4 separate regions of the Rattus norvegicus genome follow, and all the other regions are linked to region 1. A link is a contact called in public Hi-C and HiChIP or PLAC-seq data. All regions are on one chromosome and are shown on one strand. The core of a region is the stretch at or near the end of the contact, and the rest is flanking DNA. Distances in the headings are between cores, read along the strand shown. Region 1 holds the start of Ahcyl1 (adenosylhomocysteinase-like 1). Region 2 holds the start of Gpr61 (G protein-coupled receptor 61). Region 3 holds the start of Ampd2 (adenosine monophosphate deaminase 2). Region 4 holds the start of Gstm4 (glutathione S-transferase mu 4).

Region 1 (3,125 bases), core at 274-2,773:
ACTCATTTGTGATATTCCTCTCAGAAAGAAGAAAAGAAAAAGAGATATTTACTGGTGTTGGCATTTAGCATCTCAGCTACTGGTTATCTAGATTGGCAATTAACAATTAAGTACTATATGCTTAAGTACTATATGCAAGGTACAGAACTAGGCCCCATATGTACACTGGTAAATGAGAGTCCTTGCCTCTATGAGTTTACAATGTATAATACAGATTTTGGCTTATCAATATTGACTTGCAAGAATATAGTTACACTGAAAGAAAAAAAGGAACAATAAAAATGACCAATACTCTCTGGAGTAGTTAGACAAAAGGTGGGCTTATGGTAAGAGATAAATAAGAGTCAGGGGGATTCAGCTATCAGGGTTTCCAATTCTTTCCCTTAAGTCATCCAAGGTACTGCACGAAAGTATTTTGCTTGTAAGAACTCTAACTTTGTATTCAAATAGTGCAGACTGCAAAAGGTCACTTCTCCAACAAAGCAGTCAGGAGAATGAGAGCACTAAAAATGAGGTCAACTGGATCCCTTAGGATCAAGGGATCTTCTATAAACCCTTTAAAGGTGTTCTTGGTAACAATCTCAATTGTGTGAGAAAGCAGAGCTAAAACACAGTGATGACTTCTTTTTCTGAGACCAATTAGTTTCCTGGAGGAAAATAAAGTTCTCTCAGGCACTGAGAGCAGCCTAACTAGTTCAGGTGCAGGAACCTTGGGGATTAACTATCTCTGCAAACCTTGCTCTGCTGAATTTATATCATCCCTGAACCCCACAAATACCATAGGTAGGATGAGCTTTGAAATGACTTTAAACAAGAGGGAAATATTTCAGAAAGGTCACCTCTTGCTGTTGGTAGACTGCTAATTGGGTACCAGGCTAGAGGAAGGTCAGAGAATGTTTGACAGAAAGCACTGGGGATCCCAATCCCACCACTGAGAGAGCTGGTTAGACTCAGTCCTCCTTGGATCACCTTTTCCAAGAGCAGTACAAGGATGTCCTTTGAGCTCAACCCTCAGCACAATAGGCTGAACTTGTTCTGCTTCAGTAAGTGCAGTAAAGAATGAGCAATCATTTCTTACCACCCACCTCTCCAACCCACCCAAGCTTCTTTCTGGAGGGATGTCTAAGTGATCTATTCACATGACTGGGATCAGCCCGCATCCATGTCAGTGTCTACTGTCACCAACCTCTAAATTTTCCTTTCTCTCATACTTCCTAACAAGTGGAAGACTGAAAGGAGAGTATCATTTTGCCCTTCAATCTCTTGTTGCTTTTAGAACCTTCAGCTGCACAAACCAGTTCATATAGTTCTTTCCTCTTGCCTCTAAGCTATCACGCAGTTGTTGGTGAAACAGCCAATTCTTCCCCAAGAGATGCCTTGAAAAAGCGCTGCCTGATTTCCCCCACTCACCTGAGGGGAAATTTCCTGCACACCCTCATCCCCTGGACAGGTCAGATGAGTCGTTCACCCCCTCCCAATCTCGTCTTCAAGGCCCTCCTCCATCCAGGAAAAGTCTGTCGCGAATTTAAGGCCTGGCCCTGTCGGGCTTCAGAAAGATCCAGGAGGACTCCGGCCGAGGGACAAAGAAAAGCGAGGTCAGAGCGGCCTCTTTGGCTCTAGATAGGCCCATCGCCGCTCACCGGCCACCCCCTTTATCGTGTCAATGGTCCTGAGCACCCCAAACCTTAGCCCGAAGTCCCGAACTACCCGAGTCCGGGCCCGGGGCTTGCTCGCGCCCCTTCCGCGAGGGCCCTCGCCGCCACCCAGAGCCCCCGCACCTTCTTGGGAGCCTTGGTGACCGTGGCCATGAAGGAGTACTTCTCGGCGTCCTCGATCTCCTTGGCCTGTTTCAGCTCCTCCCCGACACCGGGCAGCGGCATCGCGTCAGGCATCGACATCCCCCGGCCGGCCCGGCCCGCGGCTAACCCGCCGCCCCCGCCTCTTCCCCTCACGGGCGCCCGCCCGTCCGCGCGGCGCCCTGGGCCACGCGCTCGCCCGCCTTCCCGCCAGGCCCCGCGCCGAGCTCCTTGGGCTTCCGAAGGGCTGTGACCCGCGCGCCTTGTCGGCTTCTCAACCCAAGCCTGCCGGACAGCGACGGCGGCCACAGAAGAACCAGAAGCAACAGCACGCAGCTCCGACCTGCCCGCGCAGCCACCTCCGCCACACGCAAGCACGCACGCAAAGTAAGGGTAGAGGGCGGAGACGCCACGTCAAGTACTGGCAGCACCAAGGAGGGTGGGGAAAGAGGCGGGGAGAAATGGCGCGCTCTAGTGACGTCATCACGCTAGACCGGGCCGCAGGAACCGCCCCTCCTTTCCTGCTCCGGGATGATTAGCTTCCAAGGGTGAGTAGTTGTACCTTGTCTGCCGCCAGGTGGTGCCATCAGCCCTGTTGAGCCCTGTGTGGTTCCTATAAAGATGCCACAAGACTGAGGGTCTTGGGACTGCCAATTCCCCAGGAGACCTCGGAATGCGGAGGTGAAAGGGCGTCGGGAATCGGGAAGATGGCATATCAAAAGCAATACTTGGGAGCATAAGCCAGAATTCTATCGGACGCATTTTCCGGCCCTCCATGGGAAAATTCAGTGTTGGAGACCTACTCACTACTCACTGGCGGCCCACACACACCCTGGGCCCTTTGGACCAGAAGCCTATTTCCAGGGGACAGTGTTTGCTTTTTGACTTCACAGGGGGCAGAACAAGCTGAGAGTAGTCTGGTTTCTACACAACCCTTTATGACCTCCATCACCATCTCCTCCTGGGCCTTGTCTGTTTACAAGACCTTCTAAGGGCTGCAGTGCTGATGTGAAGAGGTCATTAAGATAAGGTTGATGGGTGGATCAGAGGGCAGAGAACAGGGCAGATTGAGAAAAAGCCACAGCCAAATCTGTTCTCTTGCTCCACGCACTCTCTAGGCAGTAGTCTTTCCCTGCCAGCTCCACTTGCAGTGAGTGTGCAAGTGCAGGGCATTCAGTTTGGACTAGCACAGTCTCTGGGTTCTACTGTGTACAGTCTCCCGTTAAAGGCCCTGGGATGATAGAGGTGTATGTGGCATATTTATGTTTCCAAGAACTCATCCATTTGAGAAGGGAAAGCCTGTTTGTAAGCTGGGGTCAACTGAGGTAT
Region 2 (3,125 bases), core at 456-2,955, 460 kb after region 1:
AACGTTTTAGTACTCTGTGAGCTCCTGGGCCGGAGAGCACCTGGTGGTGGCTCCACTTAGAAAAAGAAAATCTACCTCTTCTATAACTGCCGTGAAGAGAGCTGCACAGCCCACCAGGGCCCCACTCCTCTCAGTTACTTTATAATCACCATAGGTTTGGGGTGTTACCATAAAGCTTCCATTAATCCAACTTCTAACATGCCACACATACATCAGGTGTTCGGTGCAATTCTTGTGAGTTGAATCAGACTCAAATTGACTAATTGAATCCTGGCCCTAGAGTACAAACTCCTGAAATATTCAGTCAGTCATTGGTGTGCCAGCCAGGGGATTCTCTTCTGAGGAGGATAGCCCAAGCTCCTGGATTTGCGGCTTCCCTAACTTTGGACAACTGCCTAGAGACTTGCCTCTCTCTCCACGGAGATGTCAGATTCTCATAAGACAGTCTACCAGGGAAAATAAAATGTCTAAAAGAAATCCTAGAGGATGCATCTTTACCCTTTACTCCCTGCATCTACTCTACCTGGGAGTGGGGCCTAAAAGATGTGGTACCCAAAGAAGGAAGAATCCACTGTGTGTAAATGGATAGCAGGAGTCCAATCCAGCAATACGTAGCTACAATCCTGACTGAGAAAAGCAGACATGGTTTTCCTGTGGACACATGGACACAGAGAGGTGCTATGCAGCCATGATGGGGCCTTGGGCAGGCAGGCACTAGGTATTTTTCTTTCTTATAGTTCCCTCCCCAGCCCCCACCCTCCAGTCTTGTCAGAAATTCTACAGTGACTTCAAATTCCAGGTTTGAATTACCTCGTGACAGATACACCAATGTAGTTGGCTACTTAGTACTCTCTCATTGATGGAGGCTATGGAGGGGAGGGCTGTGGTGTAATGGCTTCATAGGGGAAACCCAAGGAGTCTGACTCCACTCCCAGCTCATGTCATCATGCCTCAATAGACGCTCGCACCCTCCCACTGCTTCCTTCAATATCACCTCCTCATCTTCGAGACCTTCAAGCACCTGGAAGGCTTTGCCACTACAGGGTATGAGGTCTGGCCTCTGGCAGGGCCGTGGTCAAGGGAGAGGTCTCCTTCCTTCAGGATGTAGAATGTGCACACGTGCCTAGCCCAAGGCCACATAGGTGTTGTTGGGATTCTCGTGTACCTGTTTCTCACATCCAGAGCTTCTATGCCAAGGATCAGAGCCTGGCCTGCCTTCGGGCAGGAGCATGGGCCCCTTAGACCAGGGGAGATTGGCAGGGACCTTCACCACCTCTTCCTAGCAGAGCTGCCCACGCCCTGGACTTAGATGCCCATCACCCTGGAATGCCGAAGGGCCTGTTCCAGAGATGTGGGGACCTATCTCTATGACACTGGGCGAGGAAGACAGAGAATGCTGTCCATTGCAGGGTGTAGTTTCTCTGGCCAGCAGAAGATGATCAACCTCACATTTCTTAGGTTTAAAGATGCCCACATGCCAATACTACCTTTGGGACACCCGAGAGCCCATCCTGTGACAGAACTGCCCACCATAGGACAGGGTGGGCTGCCCCTTGGAATGCCACCCTTCTGTAAGCTGAGACAGCACTCACCACCAGGCCCTGGGTCTGCCCCACATCCCTGGCCTAGTCGGCAACTCCTACCTTTGCTGAGCAGCTCCCAGCTCCTCTGTGATAGCTCTTCTCAGCTGATGCCTCTCCAAGGCTGCTGAAGCCTGAACCACTGCAGTGAGCGGAGAGAGGCAGCCAGCAGAGCAGGATGCTCAGAGAGCTTCTGGGTCCTAGTGGCCTCCTGCTATCCACCAGCCCCTCAGAGTCACTTCTGGAGCAGACAGCTGGGTCTCAGGGTTCCCAGGCAGTGCATTCAGAAAGCCCAGGTCCTCATACTTCTCTCAGGATCCTGGACTGCATCCTAATGCTTCCAGGAGCCGGCTGATGGCAAGCAGGCAAGGGAAACCCTCCCAATGAGCCTGGTTAAAGAAAAAGCCCTGGGCACTTAGTAGCTGAGTTACCTTGGGCAAGTCATTTCCACTTGGCCGTTGTTTCTTACATGTTCAAGAGGATTAGGGGGTAGGAGATCCCCAAGTTTCCAACAGCTTTTTTGTTTATTGCCTGGTTCTGTACAATACCAGAACCAAGGTGCTTCTGGAGTAGACAGGTCAGTGCACAACCAGAACGTCAAGATTAGTCCTGGGCAAAGCTCAAGTCCCAGAAGCTGGTCCACGATTTGACCCCCTTAAGAAAGCAACACATTTGTATAGCCGAGGACTTAATGGGCAGCAGTGGGATTTGAAGAGTCAAAGGCCCTATCTCAACCCGGCAGTTGTCACTGCCCAAAACACATCACTATTATTTTATGTACTGTATGTTTATTTGGAACGAAGCTCTGGGGGCTTACGGAGACAGGGGAATCTAATATCTCCTGAATGACCTTCCAAACAGCCATACCTCTGCTCCCTGAAGGCAGAGTAGAAGCCAGATTCTCCGGAAGGCTCAGGTTGGTCTGCATTTGTAGGGCTGGACAGAGCTGGGAGTGTCACCGTCATGTGACAAACCTTTAGAAGGGAGCGAAGGAGTCTGGCCTCCTGCTAGCTATGAAGAACATTGTCAGTGGCTGATTTCAAGGATAGGTTCCTAAGGCAGCAGCCTAAAATTTCCACAGAGCATGGATGGACTCAGATTTTTCTCCTTTAAGTTTGTCCTGTGTATGGGTGTTCCGCCTGAGTATATATGTATGCACACTGCCTGTGAGCTGACCGTGGACGTCAGAAGAGGCTGTTGGGTCCCCTGAAACTGGAGTTATGCATGGAAGTGAGCAACCATGTGGTGCTGGGAACCAAACCTGGGTCCTCTGCAAGAGATACAAATGCTGAGCCAACTCTTCAGCTCCAAGGTATCCATTTTCTCCCTTCCTTCCTTCCTTCCTTCCTTCCTTCCTTCCTTCCTTCCTCCCTTCTTTCCTTCCTTCCTTTCTTTCTTTCTCTTTCTTCCTTTTTCTTTCTTCATTTAGGTGTTTCGAGACATGTTTTCTCTGCGTAACCATGGCTATCCTAACACTCATTTTGTAGACTAGGCCAGCCTTGAACTTACAGAGATCTACCTGCCTCTCTCTCAAGCGCTGGGATT
Region 3 (3,125 bases), core at 213-2,712, 390 kb after region 1:
TGGACCTACAGAGAAGTGTTAGGTGAGTAGGAAGGGTCCCAGCAGCCAGAATCATTCTCCTAGTCTGCCACATGACTGTAAAAAATTACTTGGGACTCACCAGAGGTGAGACACAGTGAGAGCCTCCACTCTCCCGGGGCCACGACCATCTCCCTGAACCCGTGCCAAAACTCGGCATTTACAACACCATATATACACACATACAGGCGAAAGCCAAAGGGGGCCACTCCGTCAGCTCCAGGATTCTGGTGCTTAGTCCATCACCTTGACTCCAGGCCTCCTCATTCATTATCAAGGCTGCTTCCCTAGGCTTTGACCCCAAGGACAATATGCTCTCATGGTCTAAGCACCTAAGGGTCTCTGGTTCAGCAACAGAGTAACCAGCACAGAGCTAGCCCCAGGGCATTCACCTAGAAAACAGATCCAAGCACAGAGAACATATCTCAGTACCGTACAAAGCCTAGACAGGTATATTCCGCAGTGTAAGAATAGCTAGAGGCCAGTCAGGGTGTAAATACGGGCAGCTATAAGGGGTTAATAATATCCAATCAATCACCAAAAGGTCTTTCTTTAGCCATTACACTTGAGAACTGCTGACAGTCACACACCCCTGGAAGCACGATCTCTAGTAGCTAAGTCCTCAGCTGGATGGACTACACGACCAGCTGTAAATGGTGCAGAGATGTCCACCTAGCCCCATTAGTAAACCAAAGGGAAGGGTGCAGCGTGCACAGCCCGCCAGCCATCCCAAGGACTCCCCACACCCCTGAAGAGACTCACAACACAGACCAGGAACAAGCAAACAGCACAGATACTGGCAATGGAGCCCCAGCTCTGGTGTATGTGCTAGCAATACACGACCCCATATGTCAGACCCCCGCCACCCCCACTCACCAGTGAGGGAGTGCTAGATCTAGGGTCTGGGAAAGAATAAGGAAAGGCAAGTAGAGTCCGAGCCTGCCTGGTATAGGCACAGGCACCAATCAGAGTAGCCAGTCCGCAGTCAGTCCCACACCCCCACACACACTCCATTCACATACACTTCACACGCAGCATCTGCACAAGCGGACACGTGTGCATATACACCGCTTCTGCACCCACATTCACACCTACTCCTTGTTACGGGAGGGCAGCATCCCTGACATGGAAACCTAGGCACCCCCTCCCATTTCCCTCCCTGCGCCACCAAGCCAGCCAGTCAGCCCTGGAACCGAGGTCGAGAGGCATCATTGCAGAGAGGGTGCTGCAGAAGGGGGGCCTTCTCAGAGGCATTCAATGGCCTGGACAAGAGGAGGGGGAGCCCATGCCTGAAGCCAAGAACTCTCACCTGGAGCGGCAGCGGAAGCTTGCAGGCTGGCCCGCTTCTTAAAGGGATATTTGGCCTTGGACTTGCCTGGGCCAGGATAGGATGCCATGGCTGGGGCCAAGGCGACAGCGGAGGAACCTCACCAGCTGGGGCCAAGCTCTCCCACATCCAACCCCTTCCTCCGCCCCGCCCCCAGCGGGAGTGACTGATGCAGGAAGCAGCGCCCCGCAGGCGGAAGAGGCCCTGGCCACGATTTCTGATGTTGTCTAGGCAACCTCGGGGAGTGGGGCCTCCATCCTGCCCCTTATCCCTCCCTTCCCACTCCAGTCTCTGGAGTGCCGTGTCTGATGGTGGCTAGGACTGGGGTGGGGGTGCAGAGAAAAAGAGATGCAGCAGCGCCAGTTCTCAGCTCTTTACCACCCTCACCCCACCTCTGGAACCCTCATACTTTGCCAAAGCTTCAAGGCAAAGAAGCCAAAGTCCAGGCGGGGCTGGTCCAGGCAGCCAGCGAGAAAAATAATAGGCAAGAATACCGCCTGAGCTTCTCCAAGCTCAAAATCCATTTCCTCCAGGGACGGAGCAAGCGTACTCATGAAAACCCAGAGCCCCCCTCTTTTCTTCTCCATCTGACCCCTGCTCTAGGGACAGCCCAGCTCCGGGAGGAGGCAAAACTGAGAATTCGAGCCCAGGAGGGAGGGGCCTGTCTTGGGAAAATTCCACTGACCGGCAGAAGCTGCCTCCTAGGAAGATAGGAAGAGTAGGAGGCAGGGTCTTGTCTGAGGTCGGTGGGAAAGACCCCAGCCTACTCAGACTTGTCCCTCTGCCTGCACACTCAAGGTCTACTTCCCTGGATCCTTCTAGAGGCTCTTCATATCCCCTAGGTTTTACAGGCATTGTCAAGACCACCCACTTACCACCCGACCAAGGCACCTCTGTCCTGGAGACCCTTTATCACCAACACACGCGCCACACACTTACCAGAGGCCATACTGCCCGAGTCCCGAGGGGCACCACGAAGGCTGCCTACGAGAGTCTGCACAGCGAGGAAGCCCGGCTGAGGAGGGGAGAGGGCCCCCACCGGGGCGAAGTCGCACACTGGCCCCTGCACCCGCACTGAGAAGCTGGAAGGAAGGCAGGTTTTCAAAATGGCCAGCTGGTCGGGGGCGGGCTCCCACCGATTTCAGCGGCCAGAATGACCTCAGGAGACCCCGGAGTCGCGACCCCAAGCCCGCACTCAAGAGGAAACAGACCACGTGCTCCCCAGAAAACCGGACCCGGAATTCGCCCAGGGCTTTTTCACCACTTTCTGGGTATCAATTAGGGATCCGACTCCCGTGGCCGGGCTACCGGGGAGTCACGCAACAGGTGCGACCCCCCGCCGTAATCTTCCGGGCTGCGCGCCAATCTCGCCTACCCCAGGCCCCGCCAAGTCCGCGGCCACGCCCCGTTCGGCCACGCCTCCGGCCTCCTGGCCACGCCCCCACCGTGTTCCCTGTTCCCTTTCGCCACGTGGGCAGCCTCCCAGCCAGGGTTGGCCTTGCCTTGGCCCTTTGGTCTTGGGTGATTTCTGTGTGTCAGCTTCCTCATCAGTAAAATAGGATGAGGTAATGACAACACCTCATCCAAAGAAGTTACTGAGGACTGAATGTAAATATCCTTTGCACAATGCCTGGCACAAAGTCAGGTAGCTATTATTAGGGTCCCAGAATCCGTTTTAAGCAGAAGCCCTGCCCCTGAATTCTCCACCTTCCCACCTGAAGTTTGTTTCCTTCTATCAGACATTGACAGGCAGGGTGTGCCCTTCAAAGCTGGTTCACCA
Region 4 (3,125 bases), core at 340-2,839, 360 kb after region 1:
GAAATTCATAAGGTATATAAGATCTGTGCAGATTGGGAATCTGAGAGAGCTGACTCCTGATCCAAACACTACCTGGTCCAGCATAGGGTGGGAGATGGACGAGACTCACAAAGTCTGGGCTGTAACAGACTCTAGCCAGCTGATTGGAGACATCCATAGCCTGGTTCTCCAAAATGTCCACACGAATCTTCTCTTCTTCTGTCTCCCCACCTGAAGGACACACAGCACAGACACGTCATACCAGCTGAGCCAAGGAGGCTGTCCCCCGTGCACCACCCTGCAGCCAGCCCCACTCACACAGGTTGTGCTTTCGGGCAATATAGCGCAGGATGGCATTGCTCTGGGTGATCTTGTGTGACCCATCGATTAAGTAGGGCAGCTGTTTGGACAAGAAAGGATGGCCAGATGGGATAGTAGGTCCCAACCATCTCTGGATTAGGACAGACTTGTATCCTGGCATTCATCGTGGCTAGCATGTCATCATGGCTAGCATGTGAAGGCCTTCATGAACACACTGCACACTGAATGGAAAAGCTGGGACACAGCCTTTCCCATCTAAGAAACACCAGCAGCCACCAGGAATGAGAGCAGGTGAACAGAAGGAAGTGTTGATTCCAAGCCCCCTCAGCCATGGAAGAGCACCAGACCTTCCCCAAACCTCCCCTTCCCCGCACCTACATTGGGGAAGTCCAGGCCCAGTTTGAACTTCTCACTCAGCCACTGGCTTCTGTCATAGTCAGGAGCTGTGATTGGTAAGATTACATAAAGAAATCAGCCCAGTGTCTAACACACCAATTCCAGGGACCCAACCCTCTAAGCAGGTGTCTGCAACTTCGAACAGTGACCCTTCAGGGATAAAGAGTGCTTAGGACTGAGAGCCCTACAGCTCTTAACCTTAGAAAAGGTTGAGGCAAGTCTTCATGGGGAATGTGACCTAATTTCAACAGGAAGGGGACCCAGCCCTCCACTTCCAGAGTTCTATATTCAAAGGTCAAGCCCAACGCTCAGGGGCTTACAGAAAGGCAGATTCTAAGTCCACCCGGGGGGAGCTCTGTAGTGTGTGTGTGTGTGTGTGTGTGTGTGTGTGTGTGTGTGTGTGTGTGTGTTGGGGAGGGTGGGCGTGTAATGTAATGAAGGCACCAATTGCTTAGCACCAATGAACAGGAGAAGTCGACGAATGGCATTACCGTCGCCCATGGTGTATCTCTTCTCCTCATAGCTTGAGTCTGTGTATTCCAGGAGTAATCGAATAGCATGAGCCAGCTGCAGGGATAAATCAGGAATGGGGCCGGGGGATTTCTATGTGACGTCACTTCCTCCAAGGGCGTACACACGGGTGCACTGAAGGAAATGTGTGCAAGATCCTCAGCTAGACAAGCAAGGGATTCCTCTAGCGCCCCACCCCTACCCCCCTCGCCTTATCTTCGCCCTGCAATCCTTCCCACTCATCAGGTGGTCGCTTACCCCACGGATGTCCCAGTAACCCAGTGTCATAGGCATGATGCTGGTGCCTGAGACTGAGTCCACTAGCCTCCGGTGTGAGTAGCTTTGACTTTATCCTAGAGCCCTCGGGTAGCTGGGCGGGGCTGGTGCCCGGGCGTGATCCTGCCCCTCCAGACTCTGCCCCGCAACACACACCACGCCCTACAGCTTTTCCCGTGACAGACGTCAAATTACTGAGCTCCGCCCCCAACAGACCGGACAAACGTAATATGCGATTCCGCTTACCGTTCCGCCCACTCTTCCTGCTGAGTGCGCAGATGCAGAGCTCTAGCTGACTCCTTGTCTGTGCTAGGCTGCTCTGCCCTCTTGCCCGGTTTGCTCTCGGAAATTCAGTCAGGCCACAAGAGGAGTCCCCAACCAGGAGTGTTGATTAAGTACTTCATCCCTGCTGTCAAACAAGACAGACTTCCGCAGGGCTCTGCTGATGACAGTGGTCCCCAGGTGATGTTTTTCCACCTGGCAGAAAGCAGTCTCTGTTCAGAGGTTCCTCATCTGAATTTAAAGAGATTATTTCTATCACAGATAAACCTGACTCAAAAAAAAAAAAAAAGTGGGAAAATGGAAAATTTGAATGTTCATACATGGTCAGGATGTCTGTATTATCCAAGGACTAAAACAAATACATGTCTCTTAACAGAGGTAGCTTTCTCTATTGTGTGACCGTCCTGGTGTACTTACACAGACCTAAGACTTCATCTGAAATGTCCGAGGGCACACAGGGCCAGTATGTGACAACTCAGGATTAGCTTATAGCAAATGCAATCAAGAAAGAGACGTCTGAGTTGTCTATGGCTGCTGTTCACCGAAGGGCACAGTGTTTCACATAACATTGATTGTTGTATGTATTCAAAGACTGTAGTCTGCGGGAGTAGGGCGGTTAGGGAAGTGAGCCCTCATTTTGTACAACAGACATCACACATCCACTGCATTTTGTTATTACTTTAAGACTCCTACAAGATTATCAAATGATAAGGATTTTAAGCTCCATTTATCATTCTTCCTGAGTCTACAGGGTCCATTAATTAAAATGTCCTAAAGTGGCAGGTGACTATACTTAAAATTCTTATTAATGTTAAGAATGGACTGTGACAACACATTATGACAAAAATATCTCTTACGTTCTAAGAGACTGGGACTTTTGCTGGACCTCACAACAAGAGTTAATAATACACCTTGAAGTCACTTAAGCCTGCTATCCTACTGTGTACTCTGTTTGTTTAACCTGCCTTTAAGAGAATGGTGTAAGAACAAATTTACTTGTCTTGGATTTCCCATGTAATAAACGTCTATGACCTAAGCTAACACAGAGCTGTAATCGTGGTTTTTGTTTTCATCACCGAGATCAGGTAGTTCACTACTTCCTGACCTACGCCCCTTCTGGATTCTATGGGCACTTGCACACATGCAATACATACGTACATACATACATACATGTATGCATACATACCTGCATACATACCTGCATACATACATACATACATACATGCATGCATACATACATACATACATAGAAAATAGCCACCAAGTGGTGGAGGTACACATCTTTAATCCCAGTATGAGTTCGAGGACAGCCTGGTCTACAGAATGAGTTCCAGGACAGCCAGGGCTGTCTTGAAAGAAAC

The links. Hi-C and Micro-C count contacts between places; a contact is called where the count stands out from the background. HiChIP or PLAC-seq counts read pairs in DNA pulled down with a chosen protein or histone mark.
Region 2: a contact with region 1 is called in a Hi-C map of liver, with 3 times the contacts expected there. The contact joins the promoter of Gpr61 here to the promoter of Ahcyl1 in region 1. A contact is called at or near these places in 10 of 12 Hi-C or Micro-C datasets (the A7r5 cell line, the Rat2 cell line, Schwann cells and 5 more) and 1 of 1 datasets of contacts at active chromatin or transcription factors (oligodendrocytes).
Region 3: a contact with region 1 is called in an H3K27ac HiChIP or PLAC-seq map of oligodendrocytes, with 8 times the contacts expected there. The contact joins the promoter of Ampd2 here to the promoter of Ahcyl1 in region 1. A contact is called at or near these places in 2 of 12 Hi-C or Micro-C datasets (liver and psoas muscle) and 1 of 1 datasets of contacts at active chromatin or transcription factors (oligodendrocytes).
Region 4: an H3K27ac HiChIP or PLAC-seq map of oligodendrocytes shows a contact between it and region 1, with 9 times the contacts expected there. The contact joins the promoter of Gstm4 here to the promoter of Ahcyl1 in region 1. A contact is called at or near these places in 7 of 12 Hi-C or Micro-C datasets (the A7r5 cell line, Schwann cells, frontal cortex and 4 more) and 1 of 1 datasets of contacts at active chromatin or transcription factors (oligodendrocytes).

What each region holds. Positions count from the first base shown.
Region 1 is chr2:198,014,588-198,017,712 of GRCr8, forward strand. It overlaps Ahcyl1 (adenosylhomocysteinase-like 1), which reads right to left and starts at 1,524. Exons shown (of 16, transcript NM_001108561.1): 1 at 1,411-1,524. It overlaps LOC120100914 (a long non-coding RNA gene), which reads left to right and starts at 2,209. Exons shown (of 3, transcript XR_005501202.2): 1 at 2,209-2,344.
Region 2 is chr2:198,476,056-198,479,180 of GRCr8, forward strand. Gpr61 (G protein-coupled receptor 61) reads right to left here and starts at 1,706. Exons shown (of 2, transcript NM_001107715.2): 1 at 1,644-1,706.
Region 3 is chr2:198,405,705-198,408,829 of GRCr8, forward strand. Ampd2 (adenosine monophosphate deaminase 2) reads right to left here and starts at 1,463. Exons shown (of 18, transcript NM_001101681.2): 1 at 1,328-1,463. The coding sequence starts at 1,415.
Region 4 is chr2:198,371,794-198,374,918 of GRCr8, forward strand. Gstm4 (glutathione S-transferase mu 4) reads right to left here and starts at 1,590. Exons shown (of 8, transcript NM_001024304.1): 1 at 1,465-1,590; 2 at 1,188-1,263; 3 at 679-743; 4 at 298-379; 5 at 110-210. The coding sequence starts at 1,500.